2 separate regions of the Mus musculus genome follow, and region 2 is linked to region 1. Evidence: chromatin contacts called from public HiChIP or PLAC-seq data. All regions are on one chromosome and are shown on one strand. Each heading gives the region's core, a stretch centred on a gene start, on an enhancer-like site or on the middle of the called end of the contact. The rest is flanking DNA. Distances are from core to core; before and after follow the strand shown.

Region 1 (3,290 bases), core at 18-2,517:
GGTTTCCTTTAATGCCCCAGACTCCCTCTGGCCAAACCCAACTCTGGGCCAGACTTGATATGACTCTTATTTTCTTTTTTGAGACAGTGTCTATATAGTTCTGAAACTTGCTTTGTTGTATATCAGGCTGGATTTGAACTCACAGAGTTACACCTACCTCTGCTTCCTGAATGTTGGATTAAAGGGATGCACTATTACTCTTTGATTTCATGATTCTGTACCCACTCCAGTAGTGTTGCAGGTGACTTCTAGCTTGTAGTCAGTTCTCCATAAGACCAAGGCCCTTCCCAGGTCCCACAAACTGGCCAGTCGCCAGGCTTGGTTTTCACCAGCCTTGAGCCTCAAGCCACTGCCATGCTTCTCCTACTCACAGGCATTATTAGGCACTAGGAGGACCCAGCTGCCTAGGGAGAGTAGAATTAAGGAAGCTGTTAAGAATTAATAATGGAGAGAAAGTACCCAAGGAGCTAAAGGGATCTGCAACCCTATAGGTGGAACAACATTATGAACTAACCAGTACCCCGGAGCTCTTGACTCTAGCTGCATATGTATCAAAAGATGGCCTAGTCGGCCATCACTGGAAAGAGAGGCCCATTGGACTTGCAAACTTTATATGCCCCAGTACAGGGGAACGCCAGGGCCAAAAAGGGGGAGTGGGTGGGTAGGGGAGTGGGGGGGAGTGTATTGGGGACTTTTTGGATAGTATTGGAAATGTAAATGAGGAAAATACCTAATTAAAAAAAAAAAGAATTAATAATGGGCCGGGCATGGTGGCTCACGCCTTTAATCCCAGCACTGGAGAGGCAGAGGCAGGCAGATCTCTGAGTTCAAGGCCAGCCTGGTCTACAAAGTGAGTTCCAGGACAGCCTGGGCTATACAGAGAAACCCTGTCTCGAAAAAACAAACAAACAAAAAATTAATAATGGATAATTATTGGTATTTTGTTTCATAAGAGTGAGACCGACCCCCCCCTCCCCGCCCTCCCGCCCCCCCCCCCCCACTACTTAGCCAGCAGCTCTGTGATGTGTTGGCCAGGCAGAATAATCCTTAGTGAATGAATGTCCATTTCTGGCGGTCCCAGGTTGTGGGCTCCGAGGACGACACACACGGGAAAGTACTTAACGACACACTGATCATTCATCCAAACCCAGAACACCAGGAGCTAAGTACACAGCCCAGGGAACCTGGAGAAAGATGAACGCCTCGCTAGGGCCCCGCCCCCCAGCACACCTCCTAGCATGCCCTGCGCCGCAGCCTGGGTGGGACTTCCGGTGCAAGCCTACTGACTTCCGCGACTGCTAGAAGCATGATCTGCGTGTGGTCGCCCGGGCGATGATGCCAGCTGTGAAGTTTGGAAGGGATGCCTAGAAGGTGAGGATTGGCGGGCGGCAGGTAGCAGGCGTTGTGTCCAGGAGGGGCAGGGCAGCCAGCACGGGGAAACCGAGGCGTGGCGTGGCCGCGACATTGCTGGAGTGGAGAGCCCGCGTCCGGAGCCCAGCCGAGGTCCCCTAGCTGGTGAGATGCAGGACCGGATTTGCTCCGTGCTGTGCTCCGAACCGCTGCTCTAACCGGTTGCATGCGCTGCAGCACCACCGGCCACCCCTGGCTTATCGAATCCAGCCACTAAGGGTGCATTGGACCCCAACTGCCTTGCCCGGTTAGGCCTTAGAAGGGACAGGCAGCAAAGTGTCTCTGATGTCATTAAAGGCGGACCGTGGCTCCCAGCTCAGGACTTGAAAACGTGACTTTTTCTTCCTTTATGTGGGCGATGCTGTGGGAGGAGATGGAATTGCTGCTGCCTCAAAACACGTTACTCTTTCGTTGGTGGCCAAGCATCCAGTGGCAATGATTATTGCTACATCTGTAGATCCCGCTGTTTCTAGCCAAGTTGGTTGACAAACGTTCCCTGTATAAGTAATTGGAATGTCGTTGAAGGGGATTTTGTTTTGTTTTGTTGTAGTCAGTTAAGACTGCTGTCAACAACTTAGTAGGAAGAAATCAAACAGGATGTTTTTCTTCATTTCTGGCTCTGGGTGTGAAAATGTGTTTGATAATTTTGTTTGAAACAGTATCTCACTAATGGTTTGAAATGCAGAGATCCACTTAGTTATGCCCCCCAAGTGCTGGGATTTAAATTATGTGCCATCACACTCAGCTCTTTGTTTCTTTATTTTGGTTTTTGGTTTTTTGGGTTTTTTTTTTTTTTTTTTTTTTTGGGCGGGGGGGGGGGGGGTGGATTTTCCGAGACAGGGTTTCTCTGTATAGCCCTGGTTGTCCTGGAACTCACTTTGCAGACCAGGCGGGCCTCGAACTCAGAAATCCGCCTGCCTCTGCCTCCCAAGTGCTGGGATTAAAGGCCTTTGCCACCACGCCCGGCTCTTTATTTTGTTTTTGAAGACAGTTTCTTTTAGAGCTCTGGCTGACCTGGAACTCACTCTGTAGACCAAGCTGGCCTCAAACTCAGAGATCCCCCTGCCTCTGCCTCCTGATTCCTGGGATTAAAGACGTGTGTCACTATACCCGACTTCTACACCCAGCTTTTTACAGTTATTATACTTGTTTATTTCCTTGTGTGTAGGTAGATGTGCCATAGTGGGGGAGGTCTGAGGGAAAGCTGGAGTAGGGTCTCTTCACCATTGATTACTGGTCCTGAATTCAGGTCCTTAGGCCTGGTAGCAAGTGCCTTTGTATGGTGTGCCATCTCACCCACCTGAGCTTGTGTTTTCTAGAATCATCTTTCACACTTCTCTTCCAAATTTCCTTTGCCCTCAGACTTTGCTTACAGTGTACCAGAGAAAAAGCCTCCTTTGTACTTTAGCAGACACTTGTTCAGTATCAGACAACACCATATGCCAGGTAGTGTTCTGAAAAGATAGGTCATGGAGTAAGCTAAGCCTTACTCTGACTTACTAGCCAGTCAGCACTGTGTAGAGCGGGGCACCTCTTTATAGGTTTGGATCACAGGGGGTGAATGTCTGTTGCTCTGCACTTTCTGCACTTGGTGACCAACTGAGCACCTTGGGGCACAGAGACAAGTGTTTTTACCTGTGCTGGTGGTGGCCTCAGGGAGAGTAGGGTCATTTCTAGGTGTTGAGTCAAGAGCAGAAGTCCTGGGTATGAAAAGAGTGTCATAACTTGTGGGACTTTAACCCTAAGCTGATTGCCATCTGGATAGTCTATTGTCTGCATTTGAACAGGCTCTTGCCACCTCCAGCAAGTGTGTGTCTGAAAGAGAACGAGACCCAGGCACACTCAATTTCTCATGTTTTCTAACATTCTGAAGGCAGGCT
Region 2 (3,377 bases), core at 537-3,036, 180 kb before region 1:
TACCAAGTTTGATTATAAATTGAACTTTCGTAGGTGCAGGATTTTTCTGTTGCTTTTCTTCTTGTGTTAGTGACTTTTGTCCTTCGAGGAATTTTTATGTCATCTGAGTTGCCAAATTTTTGATCATCAGGTATTTCAGAACTCTAACACATTATTTTCCCTGTTTCCACTTTCTCTCCCCATCTCATGATGCCCCTGGGCTAACCATGGGCTCTCCTCTCGCCCTTTCCTCCCGAGTGCTGACCCCAAAGTGGCTCCTGACTGAAACACTGCTTTCCTGGTGCTTGTTGAGTGTGAGCCAACGCTCCATCTTTGGAGCCTGACTTTGGTGGAGTATGTCTCTTCCTTGGTTTATTCTGAGAGCTATCTTTTTACAAGTCTGTCCAGATTTAACTGTGTTACATTGACTTGCTTGTTAGTCCATTTTATTTATTTATTTATTTATTTATTTATTTATTTATTTATTTATTTTTTAAAAACTCGTTCATTTCTATATGCATTGGTGTTTTGCCTGCATGTCTGTCTGTATGAGAGGTGCTGGGTCCCTGGAACTGGAGTCACAGGCAGCTGTGAGCTGCCATGCTGGTTCTGGGATGTAAACTCCGGTCCTCCCCTCCCCAGCTCCCTCTTGGTCCATTCTAATCTCAGTTCTATCTACTTGTTTTCTTTCTGCTTTATTGGTATGCAATCTCCTCGTCTGCAGTCCTTGGAGGTGGCAGCCCTGCCATTCCTTCCCCACCGGCCTGGATCGTGGGGAGGAGCAGGTCCCTACCTACCCCTGTTGGCCCTGGCCCTGCTTCTCTGGAGAGGTCCTGAGTCCTCTCCTTCCAACCCTGGGGTGGATGAGGGAAGTGTAGGTTTCCAGGTCAAAAACACAGGCTCTGAGTTCAAACCACAGTGTTTAGAGCAAGGGGCTCCCCAGCTCCTTCCCTTCCTCCGTCCCTGTAAACCCCAAGTGGCCAGAGTTCTTGCCAGCCTGCTCTGAGCACCTCGTATTTATTTCACTTCTGGTCTGGGAGGAATCCCAGATGATGCAGAACCACAAGGTGACCACAAGGGGACAATGTGGCTTTAGAAACGGTCATGGATGTAGCCTGTGTACATAGGTATGTGTGATCCCACTCTTCCAGGTACCCACAGTTTGTCTGGACCCTGTACCTTCCTCAGCTTCTCTCCCACCCTAGACCCAATGGCCATCAATATCCAGGCCTCCGAAAACCCTTCAGTATCCTCATGGCCTACCAAGGGATACCAGCTGCTTGAAGACTAGGAAGGTTTGTGGGGGAGGGGTAAAGACAAGTTTGAGGGGAGGAGAAGGAGGAAGCTCTCCTAAAAGAGGCAAGGAGGGTTCCCCACTCTTAGTCCAGGCCTCCTCTGCAACCTCCCCTCAGATGGGAGCTCCCCATTCTCAGAGACGAGGAACTTGACGGTCCTGACTGGAAGTCAGCACAGGACCACAGGTGGGTCCATACTAGTGCTACTGTGGACTGGAGAGGACTTTGGCAAGGCAGACACAGATGAAGACAAGGCATTTGTGTTGGAGCTCCTGAGGCCAGCAGGAAGCCATGCTTCATCCTCTGGGGCTGATGCTGCTCTCAGTTTCCATTCCCTGACATCCCCTCGTTAGCCCCTCACCGAACACCTCTTGTTCAGCCAGCAAAGCATGAGTGCTGAGTAATAACTCCTTTGGCTTGCAGCAGCTGGGATGCTTGTAGCCCAGTTGAAGGGGCTCTGAGAAGGTAATGGGGCACAAGGATACGCAAGCCTGCCTGCAGGGTGCTCCATTGTGCCAAGGTCGATAGGTTGGAGCATGTCAGCCAATTCCAGCCCCCGCCCCAACAAATCAAAGCAGCAGCATATGGATGGTCAGCAGGCCTTTGTGTGTCCAGAAGAGTGGGCTGGGACATCCCTGTTCTGCCTTACTGCCTCTGCTCAGCTCCATCCCTGGCCCTGGCAACAGACACGTCTGACCCCCAGCAACAGGTAACTGGGTTGTCAGAGAAACCAGGGTACAGGACGGGCAGTGGGTGGGTGCAGTATCCAGTGAGGACCTCAGTCTCCAGGGTCCCTACAAGAGGCAGGTCACACCTGAGCCTGCACACGGAGCTCTGTTAAGTAGAGGCACGGTGCAGTGTCCACCCTCACAGCACTTGAAGGCCCTTTAGGGCTCTGTACTCTGCACTCGGGTACAAAGGCTGGGGAGGGCAGCCTACAGGCTTTGTCCAGAGATCTGTGGTGTCTAGGTTTCAGGATACTAACCTAACTTCAGGGTGTCTGGCTGCAGGCTTCCAGCTGCACACCTGGCATTCACAGTACTGAAAGCAGGTCTATAGCCCTGGGACTGTAGCCTGGGTGGCATGCCTCAGTGTCCCCGAGAGCCTTTAGAAGCCAATGGAGTCTGGCGAGCCCCAATAAGGTACCAAGACAGACTGTGGAGGGAAGGCAAGAACTGTGGGAACAGGGAGAAAGCAGGTGTCTGGTGGCCACAGGCTCCCTCGGGATGGGAAGAGCTGTTATTCACAAGTGAAGTGGAGAGGTGACTTGAAGCTGACCTTGGTTGCTGGGCAAGCAGCCCCAGGTGGCTCAGTTCCTCACTGTCCCCAGCCCTTCTCATCCAGTCTGACCAGCTCTGAGGTTCAGCCCAGACCCTGGGCTTAGACTCACAAAGGACCCTGGGCCTCTCTGTTCTCTGTTACTCCGCTTACCCTCAACCTCTTGCCCTTATATCCTGATGGATCTCTCTGATCTCCGACATTCAACATGCCTAGCCAGACCTAGGTCACATGACCCAACAAACATGCAAAGCACATGAATTATCGTATTAATTAATTAATTAAATTTACACTCCTACTGAAATGTCCCTCTGTCCTCTCCTTTCAGGCCTCCCCACTCCCTCATCTCCTCCTCCTCCCATGGTTATCAAACAGCCCTGGTGTATCAAGTCGCAGTAAGACTAGGAGCATTCTCTCCTAAGAGGTCAGATGAGGTAGCCCAGTAGGGGGAAAGGGTCTCAAAGACAGCCCTGCTCCCACTGTTAGGAGCACATGAACACCAAGATACACAACTGTTACATATTTGCAGAGGGCCTAGGTCAGTCCCATGCAGGCTCCTTGGTTCAGTCTCTGTGAGCCCCTATGGGCTCATGTTAGTTGATTCTGTGGGTTTTCTTGTGGTGCCCTTGACCCTCCTGGCTCCCACAATCCTTCCTCTCCCTCTTCCACATGATTCCCTGAGCTCTACCTAATGTTTGACTGTGGGTCTCTGCATCTGTTTCCATCAGTTTCTGGGTGAAACCTCTCTGATGACAGTTATGCTAGGCTCTGTCTGCAACTATAGCCAAAAATCATTAACAATATCAGGGGTGGGCTCCCTCTTAT

The links. HiChIP or PLAC-seq counts read pairs in DNA pulled down with a chosen protein or histone mark.
Region 2: an H3K4me3 HiChIP or PLAC-seq map of bone marrow-derived macrophages shows a contact between it and region 1, with 4 times the contacts expected there. The contact joins the enhancer-like site here to the promoter of Snapc4 in region 1. A contact is called at or near these places in 25 of 39 promoter capture datasets (the 3T3-L1 cell line, 3T3-L1-derived adipocytes, the C10 cell line and 16 more), 2 of 15 datasets of contacts at CTCF or cohesin (large pre-B cells and pro-B cells), 11 of 484 Hi-C or Micro-C datasets (the 3T3-L1 cell line, the AML12 cell line, the N1E-115 cell line and 6 more), 28 of 115 datasets of contacts at active chromatin or transcription factors (the 230-238 cell line, the HPC-7 cell line, the NIH/3T3 cell line and 16 more) and 3 of 9 other capture datasets (adipose tissue, liver and pancreatic islet).

Annotation. Positions count from the first base shown.
Region 1 is chr2:26,378,630-26,381,919 of GRCm38.p6, reverse strand. Snapc4 (small nuclear RNA activating complex, polypeptide 4) reads left to right here and starts at 1,267. Exons shown (of 23, transcript NM_172339.4): 1 at 1,267-1,371; 2 at 3,284-3,290.
Region 2 is chr2:26,559,515-26,562,891 of GRCm38.p6, reverse strand. No RefSeq gene overlaps it. Among named protein-coding and RNA genes, the nearest start is that of Gm36171, 6.0 kb to the right of the region's middle. Within about 2 kb of position 1,786, at least 11 of the 459 cell types and tissues checked have an H3K27ac peak or open chromatin away from gene starts, as enhancers often do. A contact at or near this core is called in the SCID.adh cell line, bone marrow-derived macrophages and pancreatic cancer cells, where this site is marked.